2 separate regions of the Ovis aries genome follow, and region 2 is linked to region 1. A link is a contact called in public Hi-C data. All regions are on one chromosome and are shown on one strand. Each heading gives the region's core, a stretch centred on a gene start, on an enhancer-like site or on the middle of the called end of the contact. The rest is flanking DNA. Distances are from core to core; before and after follow the strand shown. Region 1 has its middle 5.3 kb from the start of DNAH6. Region 2 has its middle 35 kb from the start of TMSB10.

Region 1 (6,260 bases), core at 1,593-4,092:
GGAGGCAGTGTTGGACACCACAGTTTAAGGGCTCAGGCCCACAAACCCACCCCCTCTCTGCCACTCTGCACACGAGTGGGTGCATGCTAAGTTGCTTCAGTCGTGTCTGACTCTTAGTAACCCTATGGGTTGTAGACCGCAGGCTCCTCTCCATGAAATTCCCCAGGCAAAATTACTGGAGTGGGTTGCCATGTCCTCCTCCAGGGGATCTTCCCAACCCAGGGATCAAACCCACATCTTCTGTGTCTCCTGCAGTGCAAATGCTGAGCCACCGGGAAAGCCCAGATTGGAGGTTCCACATCATGAGAAACGCTGGGCTGGAAGAAGCACAAGCTGGAATCAAGATTGCCGGGAGAAATGTCAATAACCTCAGATATGCAGATGATACCACCCTTATGGCAGAAAGTGAAGATGAACTCAAAAGCCTCTTGATGAAAGTGAAAGTGGAGAGTGAAACAGTTGGTTTAAAGCTCAACATTCAGAAAACTAAGATCATGGCATCTGTTCCCATCACTTCATGGCAAATAGATGGGGAAACAGTGGTTGACTTTATTTTTCTGGGCTCCAAAATCACTGCAGATGGTGACTGCAGCCATGAAATTAAAAGACGCTTACTCCTTGGAAGAAAAGTTATGACCAACCTAGATAGCATATTGAAAAGCAGAGACATTACTTTGCCAACAAAGGTCTGTCTAGTCAAGGCTATGGTTTTCCAGTGGTCATGTATGGATGTGAGAGTTGGACTGTGAGGAAAGCTCAGCGCCGTAGAATTGATGCTTTTGAGCTGTGGTGTTGGAAAAGACTCTTGAGAGTCCCTTGGACTGCAAGGAGGTCCAACCAGTCCATCCTAAAGGAGATTAGCCCTGAGATTTCTTTGGAGGGAATGATGCTGAAGCCACCTCATGCAAAGAGGTGACTCATTGGGAAAGACTCTGATGTTGGGAGGGATTGGAGGCAGGAGGAGAAGGGGACAACAGAGGATGAGATGGCTGGATGGCATCACTGATTCAATGGACATGAGTCTGAGTGAACTCTGGGAGTTGGTGATGGACAGGGAGGCCTGGCGTGCTGCATTTCATGGGGTCGCAAAGAGTCGGACACGACTGAGCGAATGAACTGAACTGAAAGAAACTGGAAGGTTGAAAGGGAGGGTTTCAAAGAAGGAAGGTTAAGGCAAGACATTTCTGCTCTCAAATAATTTTATTTTTTAATCTAAGTGTGTCACTGTTTTCATTCTAAATTTGAGAGATTTGTAATCTTGCAAGTTGTTTTTCTATTTTATTTACTTATTTTTGGCTGTGCTGGGTCTTCGTTGCTGCATGCAGGCTTTCTCTAGTGAGTGGCTACTTTCAAATTACTGTGTGCAGGTTTCTCATTGCACAGGCTTCTCTTGTTTCAGAGCAAGGACTCTAGGCCACATGAGCTTCAATAGTTGTGACTCTCAGGCTCAGTAGTTGTGGCACGTGGGTTTAGTTGTCTCTTAACATGTGGAATCTTCCTGGAGCAGAGATAGAATCTATGTCCCCTGCATTGGCAAGTATATTCTTAACCACTAGACCACCAGGGAAATCCTTCAAATATTTTAAAAGAGATCATGGGGGCAATTTGCAGAACTGGCTAGAAAGTATATTTTGACATCTACTAAAAGAAAAGAATCTTTCAGATAACTAGAACTGTTCAGCAGTGGCATAGAAGTCACACATTTTTTGTAGCTGGAAGTGATCAGAGATGAAAAGCCCACCTTTTAAACACCATTCCTGCCTTGTATATCCAGCGGACCTACTGGACAATCATTCTGATCTCTTTAACAGAATTTAATTTGATATGCAGTGAGTCACCTGAGAATTATTTAAAATACAGACTGATTCAGGAGATGTGGGGCAGGACCTGAGATCCCACAATTTAACAAGTTCCTGGGGGGGGGGTGCCAATGCTGCTGGCTCATGGAGCACACCTGGAACAGCAAGGACTTGTGGCTGAGGCCCTTGGACTTGGTTGGACATTGGAATCACATGGGGAAGAGGTCATTGGATAAAACCCTGATGCTTGGGTCTCTCACTCTTAGAGAGTTTAATTAGCATGGCATCTGGCCTGGGCATCAGGGGGTTTCAAAACTCTCCTAGTCAGTCTCAATACACATAATGTTTTTGGCCTTTCAGAAACATTCAACACTGGCTCAGAGATCACTTCCGTAAAAATCTTTAATTGGAATATAATTATCTGGGCTTGGGCGGGTCTTCTCATTCTTGAATAATTAACATTGGTTCAGCATTTTGGAGGAAAAATTTTTGTTGTTGCTGTAACTGTTTAGTGGCTAAGTCGTGTCTGACTCTTTGCAGCCCCATGGACCGTAGCTCACTAGGCTTCTCTGCCCATGTGATTGCCCAGGCAAGAATATTGCAATGGGTTGCCGTTTCCTGCTCCAGGGATCTTCGGGAGAGCTCCCAGAAATTGAACTCCTGCAGGTGGGTCCTTTACCCCTGAGCAACGTGGGAAGTTCAAACTCTGTGCTTCAAATCCACCTTTGGCAGTACATCTATTTGACCACACGGTGGTGATAGAGCAACAGAATATGATACCATCACGGCCACCACCCCCTTCACCACTTCCGATGGGCAGAGTTCCCAACTCTGAGCGGCGATTGATCACAGACTCCTTTGAAAGTCAAACAGCTGAGAACAAAACATGATTACAATTTCTTGTAGGTATTTTTTAAATTCGTTTTTATTGTAATATAGTTGCGACACAACGTTGTGTCAGTTTCTACTGTGTAGCAAAGTGAATCACCTAAACAAACACTTATCTCCCCTCTCTCAATTTCCTTCTGTTCAGGTCACCACAGTGCATTAAGCAGAGTTCCCTGTTCCATACTGTAGGTTCTTATTAGTTATCTCTTTTATACACAGTATCAATCACATCAATCCCAATCTCTCAATTCCTCCCACCCATGAACACAACTTTAAGCAGTTTTACAGACCCTGAAACTAAACTGTGAACAGTCAAGATTAAAGGTGGGTTATCCCACCACCACCACATAAATTATAAGGAGCCTGACCACCCCCACATCCATTCTTATCTGCGGCTGAGCTTACTTCCTGCTTCACGGAGAAAGAGAAGAAATCTGGCCCAAATCTACCAATCCATCTAGTCTACTTCCACCCTCCTTCCCTCCACATGGAGGAAGGTGTGTCTCGTTTACACTGAAGGCTAAATCCTCCACCAGTGTCCCTGCTCCATTCACCCTGGCCTCCACCAAATTCATGGTCCCTCTATTTTATGCGCTCATACATTTTCTTTGTTAACTTAAAAATAACTCACTTTTCCAGAAAGAACACTGGAGTGGGTAACCATTCCCTTCTCCAGGGGGATCTTCTCGACCCAGGGATCAAACCTGGGTCTCCTGTCTGAGCCACCGTCTGCTTTTTTGTTTACAAAAGCAGTACACAGCTTTTATTTTTGAATATACAGAAGAGCAGAGTATAAAATACCCACAAATCTCATAAACTACTATATTTTTCTTCCATACAGTTTGCTGAGTTTACATACATTTCTGCTTGTAAAAATATAATCATATTATGCAAACTGTTTTATGACCTATTTAATGTAACATCTTTTAATCTTCATACATTTTCACCTGTAGATGTGATTCCTAGCCAGAGATGTTCATTTGATTTACATATAGAGATTTTTAAGCTTATATTTGCCTAAATGCCAATATCAAAGATCCCTATTTACCAGGTCTGGCATGAGCCTGGAAATCAGTATGTTTAGAAAAGCCTCACATGATTTTTGGGCTTCCCTAGTGGCTCAGATGGGAGACCAGGGTTCGATCCCAAGGTTGGGAAGGTCTCCTGGAGAAGAGAATGGCTACCCACTCCAGTATTCTTGCCTGGAGAATCCCATGGAAAGAGGAGCTGCGAGGGCTACAGTCCATGGGGTGGCAAACAGTCAGACATGACTCAGCCACAAACACTTTCACTTTCATACTTCCAAGTGATTTTGAAGTGTAATTCTAGGAATAATTGTTACTCTTTTTAAAAGTTTGTGCATACAATTTTATTATTTCTTGAATAAATTTTACTAAAGTGTAACTTACACACAATTGGCTACACACACTTCAAGTATACAGTTTGGTTTCTTTTTTTTTTTTTTGCCATAACATTGGTATATGACATAAATCTCAAGCATATAACATTGTACACATTATTTTAACTTTTGTATACACTACAGTGTGCTCACCACCAAAAATTTAGTTTCCACCCATCATCATAGAGTTGACCCCCATTTTTTCCTCTCTACCACCTGCAGTCCCCCTGGCAATCACATCTCTGCTCTCTGTAATACCTATGTTTTTGTTTGCTTTGGTTTGTTAATTTATTATTATTATTTTATATCCCATATATGAATGAGTGAAATAATATGGTCTTTGTCTTTTTCTGTCTTATTTCATTTAGCATAATACCTTCAAGATCCATACTTATTGTCTCAAATGGCAAGATTTTGTTTTTTAATGGCTGAGTAGTATTCTGTTGTGTATACGTACCACGTCTTCTCTATCCCTTCATTATTCATGGGCTTTAGGTTATTTCCATATTTTGGCTATTGTAAATAATGCTGTGATGAACATAGGGGTGAATATATTTTTTCTAATATATTAGAAAATATGTATTCTTTGCATAAATAGCCAGAAGTGGAATAGCTGGACTACACAGTAATTGTATTCTCGAATTTTTGAGAATCTCTATACTGTTTTCTATTCTATGGTGGTTGTACCAATTTACATTTCCATCAACAGGACTCTGTTGTTATGATTCTCTTATTCTTGTGAGTTCAGCAATACAGTTAAAATAATGTGCCTTGGAGTTTATCCAAATACACAGGAGTTTTGCTTCAGGAATTTTTAAGAATATAGTCTACCATACCTCCAGTAGCAAAATTGCATGACTAATATTTTGGAACTTTAACTTAAATTTCATGAATCTGAATGTGTATCTTAGCTCTATCATTTACCACTTCTCTAGTGATCTTGGGTGAATCAACCTCTTTAAGGCTCAATTTCCTTTTTGGTGGAATAGATATAATAATACCTCTAAAACAATATGAGCTGGTGCAATGAACAGTATAATAGTAGAAAACATTTTACAAAGGTCCAGCATATAAAACTTAACTTAGTGCTCAATAAATATTAAGCATTTTCACTTAGTATTACTGTTTTCATAATCTGTTCTTGTAAATCTTTTGTAGCCTAGTTCTTTAGCTATGAGATGGGAATTTCAGGTTTGTTGGATATATTTGAGAGAACAAATGAAAAATATATAGCATAGTACAGTGGAAATAGTGTCAGACTTTATTTTTTGGGGGCTCCAAAATCACTGCAGATGGTGACTGCAGCCATGAAATTAAAAGACACTTACTCCTTGGAAGAAAAGTTATGACCAACCTAGATAGTATATTCAAAAGCAGAGACATTACTTTGTCAACTAAGGTCCGTCTAGTCAAGGCTATGGTTTTTCCTGTGGTCATGTATGGATGTGAGAGTTGGACTGTGAAGAAGGCTGAGTGCCGAAGGATTGATGCTTTTGAACTGTGGTATTGGAGAAGACTCTTGAGAGTCCCTTGGACTGCAAGGAGATCCAACCAGTCCATTCTGAAGGAGATCAGCCCTGGGATTTCTTTGGAAGGAATGATGCTAAAGCTGAAGCTCCAGTACTTTGGCCACCTCATGCGAAGAGCTGACTCATTGGAAAAGAGTCTGATGCTGGGAGGGATTGGGGGCAGGAGAAGAAGGGGACGACAGAGGATGAGATGGCTGGATGGCATCACGGACTCGACGGACGTGAGTCTGAGTGAACTCCGGGAGATGGTGATGGACAGGGAGGCCTGGCGTGCTGCGATTCATGGGGTTGCAAAGAGTCGGACACGACTGAGCGACTGAACTGAACTGAACTGAACCTGGCACATAAGCACTCAATAAATAGGAACAATCATTGCTATTGCAGAAACTATGAAACAATTAACATGCAATAAACAAAGCTCCTATTTGTGTTGATATATTAGGTATTCAATAGGACTGAATAGCAATCCACTCCAGTATTCTTGTCGGGAAAATCCCATGGACAGAGGAGCCCGGCGGTCTACAGTCCATGGGATAGCAAAGAGTGAGACATGACAGAAGCAACTGGGTATGTATGTATTTGATAATGGAGATAACATCTTGCCACATTAAAAAAAAATAAGTTGTGAGAGATTTGATGAGTAGT
Region 2 (6,260 bases), core at 1,531-4,030, 370 kb after region 1:
TAATGACAAATCTGTTTGCAGAGCAACAATGGAGACACAGACATAGAGAACAGATTTATAGGTAAGGCTGGTGGAGAAGAGGGAGAGGGCGAGATAAATGGAGAGAATAGCATGAATGCATATACACTAACATATGTAAGTTGATATCAATGGGAATTTGCTGTGTGACTCAGGGAACTCAAACGGGGGCTCTGTAATAACCTAGAGAGGTGGGAATGGGTGGGAGGTGGGAGGGAGATTCAAGAGGGAGGGGACAAATGTACACTTATGGTTAATTCATGTTGATGTATGACAGAAATCAAACCAATACTGTAAACCAATCATCAATCAATTAAAAATAAATAAGTAATTTTTTAAGTCAAAAAAAATTAAGTTGGAAAAGCAGATAAGAGGGCAGGTGGGTGGAGGGATGGAGATGACATAATTTTTAATAGGTAATCCTGAAGCATCTTCTTGAGAGAATTTGAGCAAAGCCCAGCTAGAAGTATGGGAACATGTGGATATCTGTGGGGAGAAACAGTAAGTGGCACAGACTCCAGAAGGGGTAATAAAGAACTCCAGAGTTGTGTTTGAGTGTTGATACGGAAAGAAGAAAGCTCATAAAGATGGCTGAGTGCCAAAGAATTGATGTTTCGAATTGGGATGCTGGAGAAGACTCTTAAGAGTCCCTTGGACTGCAAGGAGATCCAACCAGTCCATCCTAAAGGAAATCAATCCTGAATATTCATTGGAAGGACTGATGCTGAAGCTGAAGCTCTAATACTTTGCCACATGATGACAAGAACCAACTCATTGGAAAAGACACTGATGCTGGGCAAGACTGAAGGTAGGAGAAGAAGGGGGCAACAGAGGGTGAGATGGTTGGATGGCTTCACTGACTCAATGGACATGAGTTTTAGAGAACTCTGGGAGACAGTGAAGGACAGGGAAGTCTGGTGTGCTGCGGTCCATGGGGTCACAAAGAGTCAGACACGACTGAGCAACTGAACAATAACAACCACCTGTGACGTGCTCTGGGTCAAGCCTGCCTTGTTTGTGGCTGATGTTGGCTCAGAAGATCTCCCTAATGATTAACAAAAGTTGAAAACCAAGCCAGCTCTCAAGCCACGGTCCTTCCAGAATGTACCAGGAAGCAGCCACACGGGGTGGGAAGCTAGATTCCAGAGCCTGACTACAATCTCAGCATCCCCTGAGGAACCCATCCACAGCGCTCTCTACAGCCTGCAGGTGATCAAACAGCCTTGCTACTGACTGACTGGTCTCCACTAGATGGACAGCCTTCCTACGTCCCTAGCCCAGGGTGTTATAGGAACACAGTGTGGCTTCCTGGGCAACCCGTTCGCCAGGAATGGCTCAGTGAGGTCACCCTCTTCCTCGCTGTGGTTAGGACAATGAATAAAGTCACGCGACCTCTGATGCTGCGCAGGAATCAAAGAAGGTGGGCTTCCGAGGGCGCAAGGTCTACGACCACCCACCACACCAGGGCTCCACAGAGACTGAAACCACAAACTCGCAAAATTCAACTTCCACACCGCTCATAAGAGAGGGACTTTAGAAAGGCAGAAAATTTCGAGAGTAAGAAAATTGATCATGAAAAGGGAGCGCTCTCCTCGAAAGAGGTCCAGAGCCGGAGACGCCAGACCTACGGGGTTTCCGCTCGGCTTCTGCTCCAATAGGGCTGGGGAGGCCCGAGCAGGTGACTGGGCCTCTCTCACCTAGGTTCCCCTCACCGCAAAACGCGTTCTAACGAGGCGCACAGTGCGTGTCAGACCCGGTCTATCCAGGAAAGCGCTCCGTGACGTGGAGCACAAATGTCCCTCTGTGAGCCTCAGTTTCCCATATCAGTAAATTAGGGGGATGACTCCAGTTCTCCCAAATCCCTCCTAAGTTAAAGTGTGCTCAGTCGTGTTTGACTCTTTGCAACCCCACGGACTGTCCATGGAATTCTCCAGGCCAGAATACCCTTTCTCTTCTCCAGGGGATCTTCCTGACCCAGGAATCGAACCGGAGTCTCCAGCATTGCGGGCGGATTCTTTACCAGCTGAGCTATCAGGGAAGCTCCAAATCTCTCCTAATTCAGGCACTGAATAGACAAAGGTTAAATCAAGCTGTTGCTGCGGGCTTGTTACCATTCCTTAAGAGCAGAAATGAAACTCTAGGGAAGAGCGGGCAGCTCAAACCTCAAAGAAAATGAGCCCAAGTTCCGGGCCCACCGGGTCTTCGCGGGTTCGAGCCCGAATCTCCAGCGAAGCAGGCTGGCGAGACTCAGGAGTTCTGGCCCGAGACCTTTCGGTTGACAAACGGCTGGGCCGTGGGACAGAGTCTCATGTGGCCGGAAGGCTGCGCCCCCGCCGGAAAGGGGAACCGGGGGTCGCGGCGAGAAGTGCGAGCTAGGAGGCACCGCCAAGGCAGGTGGGAGTCTGGCCTGCTGAGTCGGATCGGGGTCCGAGAGCGCGGAGTTTGGCGAGGATGGGAGGTAACCACCCCACCCCCCGGGAGGTGCCAGGAGGCTGCAGCGTCCGCGCCTACTGCGCGCCTTGTTTGGGGGTTGGAGCTCGCGGTTGGCAGAGGCGGGCTCGCGGCGCGGAGGGGCTGAGCTCACGGGCCGGAGGCAGAGGGTCCGCAGCAGGAACCAGCTCCAGGGACTCCTCTCGGCGACTCCGAGGCCCGGGACGCAGAGGCAAGGAAGGACTCAGCAGCGGCTGCCCATCCCAACTAGTCGGCGACCTAGAGGCTGCGGACTCTCTGAGCGCCGTCCGTGGCGCACTGGAGATCCGGGGAGCCTCTCGCCGGCTCCCTTCAGGGTTGGCGCGGCCGCCTCTGGGCGGGGCTGGAGCGAGCCGGGTGGCTGCCACGAGGGGCTAAATCCCGACCCCACTCAACCGCTCTGCGGCCCACCAGCCCCGCGCGGAGTCGGTCTCGGGAGCTCTGGCCGGGCTTCTCCCGCCCAAACCCAGCCCTGGCCGCCCGACACTTTGTGAGCCGGATAGAAGGGAGAAGTGAGACTCCAGGACTGTCTTCTAAATTCGAACGAAAATCGTACTGCCTCCTGTCCTGTCTGCGTTCCTACTGCCAATCCTGAGGGTGACTCTTGTTGGAAAGAAATAGACCAAAGAAATAAATGAAAGGCTGTTTTTAAAGGCAAGTTCATTTAAACGAAGGGAATCGCGCGGAAGTCTTGTGTGTGTGTAAAAGAGGGGAATAATCAGTGTGTGCATTCACTTAAAACCCGGAACCACGAAAGCCAGCAAGCACTCCATTAAGTGCTTTCTTAAGGGATTTGGAGGGGTAATAAAAAGGATTACTGCAAAGATTAAATGATTAATTTAGGAAAAGCACCTCCGCAGAGCTTCCCAGATGACGTTAGTGGTAAAGGAGAAGATGCCAGAGACACAGATTCAATCCCTGGTTCGGAAAGAACGCCTGGAGGAGGGCATAGCATTCTCCTGGAGAATCCTGTGGACAGAGGCCGTTCAGGCCACAGTCCATGAGGTCGCAAAGAGTCGGACGCGACTGAGCGACTTAGCAAGAACGCAGACGCACACAGTAGGTCTGCAAATTTTCCACTCCAAACTCCCCACGGGGCTTTTAACAGCAGGGGCCCTGGAGGGAAAAAAAAATTATAAAAGCAACTGGCCTTTCCCACCTCCCACCCAAGGCCTGAGGGTACTCCACCTCCCTTGACAGCCCAGACTCCTGCTTGATTAACTTCCTAGTGTTGTTTAATGGCGCATTCATAGGCAGGGGATCTTAATTGTTTTAATTCCCTGTCCTCTACGTGCGTTTGGGAAATCTGATGGAAATTTAGAATGGGGGTCGAGGAGAGGGTAGCCCTGATTTGCACACAATGAGAGGAGTTTTCTTAGCCTCAGGTTCCCACCTACAGTACTTCCAATTAAGCGGGGGAGGGGGCTTGTTTTGGCGTTCTCTGTTTTGTTTTGTTTGGGGGATAGCCTCACCCGTGTGGCAAGCTTTGTCTTAGTTCCTCAGCCAGGAATATAACCCTAACACCCTACATTAGAAGCCCGGAGTCCTTACCACCAGGGGAGTCCCCCAGAAACCCAGCTTTTAAAGGACAGGTGTTTCAAACTTTGATTCCACGGGGATTTCGGCTTAGGAATTGTGCGTGTGTGTGTTTGTGCGTGTATAATCTCTAACTTCCCTGATCTAAAAGTGAGGATTTACTTTCTAGAATTGACTTCTCCTGTCTTGAAATGATGCCTTCCTTTCAGCCCCAGGCTATTTTTTGGTCCCCAAGCCGACCCAGAAGGCAGCCTGTCCCAATTTTCAAGGTGACAGCGCCGCCACCTACTGGCAAAAAAAGTTCTCTCTGGTTGTGAGGTACAAGCATCAGGAACCCCTAAGGAAGGAATTAGCTATTATTTCATACTCTTTCCCCCACTCCAAATGAATTCTCATCCAATGTGCAGAGACTAGAAGGAAGAGGGAGGGGAATAATGTGTCAGAAAACATAATTGAGCTTGTTAATTTCCTCTTGTCTCTTTTCTGAGTGAAAGTGAAAGTTTTAGTCATTCTGTCCAGTGCGACTCTTTGTGACCCCATGGACTGTAGCCAGACAGGCTCCTCTGTCCTCGGGATTTCCCAAGCAAACATACAGGAGTGGGTAGCCATCCCCTGCCCCAGAATATCTTCCCCATCCAGGGATCGAGCCTGGGTCTCCTGCATTGTAGGCAGATTCTTTACATCTGAGCCACCAGGGAAGCCCAGTCTCTTTGGAAAAGAAAAGTCTCTTCTCTATTCCTTTGATTTCTACTCTTACCTTTATTATGTCCTTCCTATACTTACTTTGGATTTACTTTTCTTTTTCTGTTAATAACTTCTTAAGGTGGAACCTTAGATCATTGACTTTTTAAAAATATTTATTTGGCTGCTCAGAGTCTTGGTTGCAACATGTGGGATCTAGGTCCCTGACCAGGGATGAAACTGGGTCCCCTGCATTGGGAGTGTAGAGAGTCCTGGCCACTGGACCACCAGGAAGTCCAGATCATTGGCTTTTAAACTTTCTCCTTTTCTAATACAATTATTTACAGCTATCAATTTCCCTTGAAGCACTACTCTAGCTGCATCGCACAGATTTTGAAAAGGTTTATTGTCGTTACCATGATGTTGGGAATACTTTCTAATTTCCTTGTTGATTTTTTTTTTTGATCGTGCATAGTTTAGCAGAATGTTATTTAATTTCCAAGTTATGGGTTTTTCCTAGATATTTTGTTGTTGTTGATTTCCAATCTAACTCCTTTATAATCAGAGAACAAACTAAGTATAATTTAAAATATTTTAAATTTACTGGGATTTGTTTCATGGCCCAGGATATGGTCAGGCACTGAATTTGAAACATCTGGTATATAGATAAATTCGTTTCAACACTTTTTTAGTAGGACTTCCTGCCTTTGTTAGACCCATCATTGAATGCATGCTAAGTTGCTTCAGTCATGTCTGACTCTTTGGACTGTAGGCCACCAGGCTCCTCTGTCCGTGGGATTCTCCAGGCAAGAGTATTGGAGTGGGCTGCCATGCCCTCCTCCAGGGATCTTCCCAACCCAAGGATCGAACCCACATCTTTTTTTTTTTCCATGTCTCCTGCATTGTCAGGTGGGTTCTTTACCACTAGTGCCACCTGGGAAGCCCAAGACCCATCCTTACAGAGATTTTATTCCACAAGTCATTCTGTGTTCAAAAGTTCAGAGAATCACATCTACCCTACATACATTGTCCCCCATCACTCTAGGGTACTACCTTTGACCTGGTGACCAGCAGGTGGGGACGGCCTGGTCCTCACTTACCTTCTAAAGGCATCTGGGCTGAAGGTCTTCCTTGCTTCCCTTTCATGGTCAGGAAGGAGATGCTAAAGATCCCTGTAGCCTGCTCTCTGCCTCTCCAGAAAGTTTTTTTTTTTTTTTTTCCGGAAAGTTTTTGTATCTGATTCAACTCCCTCACTTGAACATTTTTCTTGATCCATACCACTTACATCCCACTGTCACAGACCCGATTTTGTCTTTCCCTGATCCTTTCTGTCTCTCCTTCAAGTACAGTTGATATCCCAGCAACCCTCCTTCTGTCCACCTACTCTTAAATTCTTTTGTGCTCCTACCAATGGCTTCCTGAATTTACACCAACCTGTGAGTCTTGGTCCCTTCATAAATGTCACCTGAGGAAATAATACCCTGGATATCTTTTTGTTCTTTCCCCAAAATCAGATCTTTCTTCAAAAGCAAAGCTTTCAGGATACACAGAAGATT

What was found. Hi-C and Micro-C count contacts between places; a contact is called where the count stands out from the background.
Region 2: a contact with region 1 is called in a Hi-C map of liver, with 5 times the contacts expected there. The contact joins two enhancer-like sites. A contact is called at or near these places in 2 of 16 Hi-C or Micro-C datasets (hypothalamus and liver).

The regions. Positions count from the first base shown.
Region 1 is chr3:56,361,134-56,367,393 of ARS-UI_Ramb_v3.0, forward strand. No RefSeq gene overlaps it. Among named protein-coding and RNA genes, the nearest start is that of DNAH6, 5.3 kb to the right of the region's middle. Within about 2 kb of position 2,843, at least 2 of the 54 cell types and tissues checked have an H3K27ac peak or open chromatin away from gene starts, as enhancers often do. A contact at or near this core is called in liver, where this site is marked.
Region 2 is chr3:56,731,746-56,738,005 of ARS-UI_Ramb_v3.0, forward strand. No RefSeq gene overlaps it. Among named protein-coding and RNA genes, the nearest start is that of TMSB10, 35 kb to the right of the region's middle. Within about 2 kb of position 2,781, at least 14 of the 54 cell types and tissues checked have an H3K27ac peak or open chromatin away from gene starts, as enhancers often do. A contact at or near this core is called in liver, where this site is marked.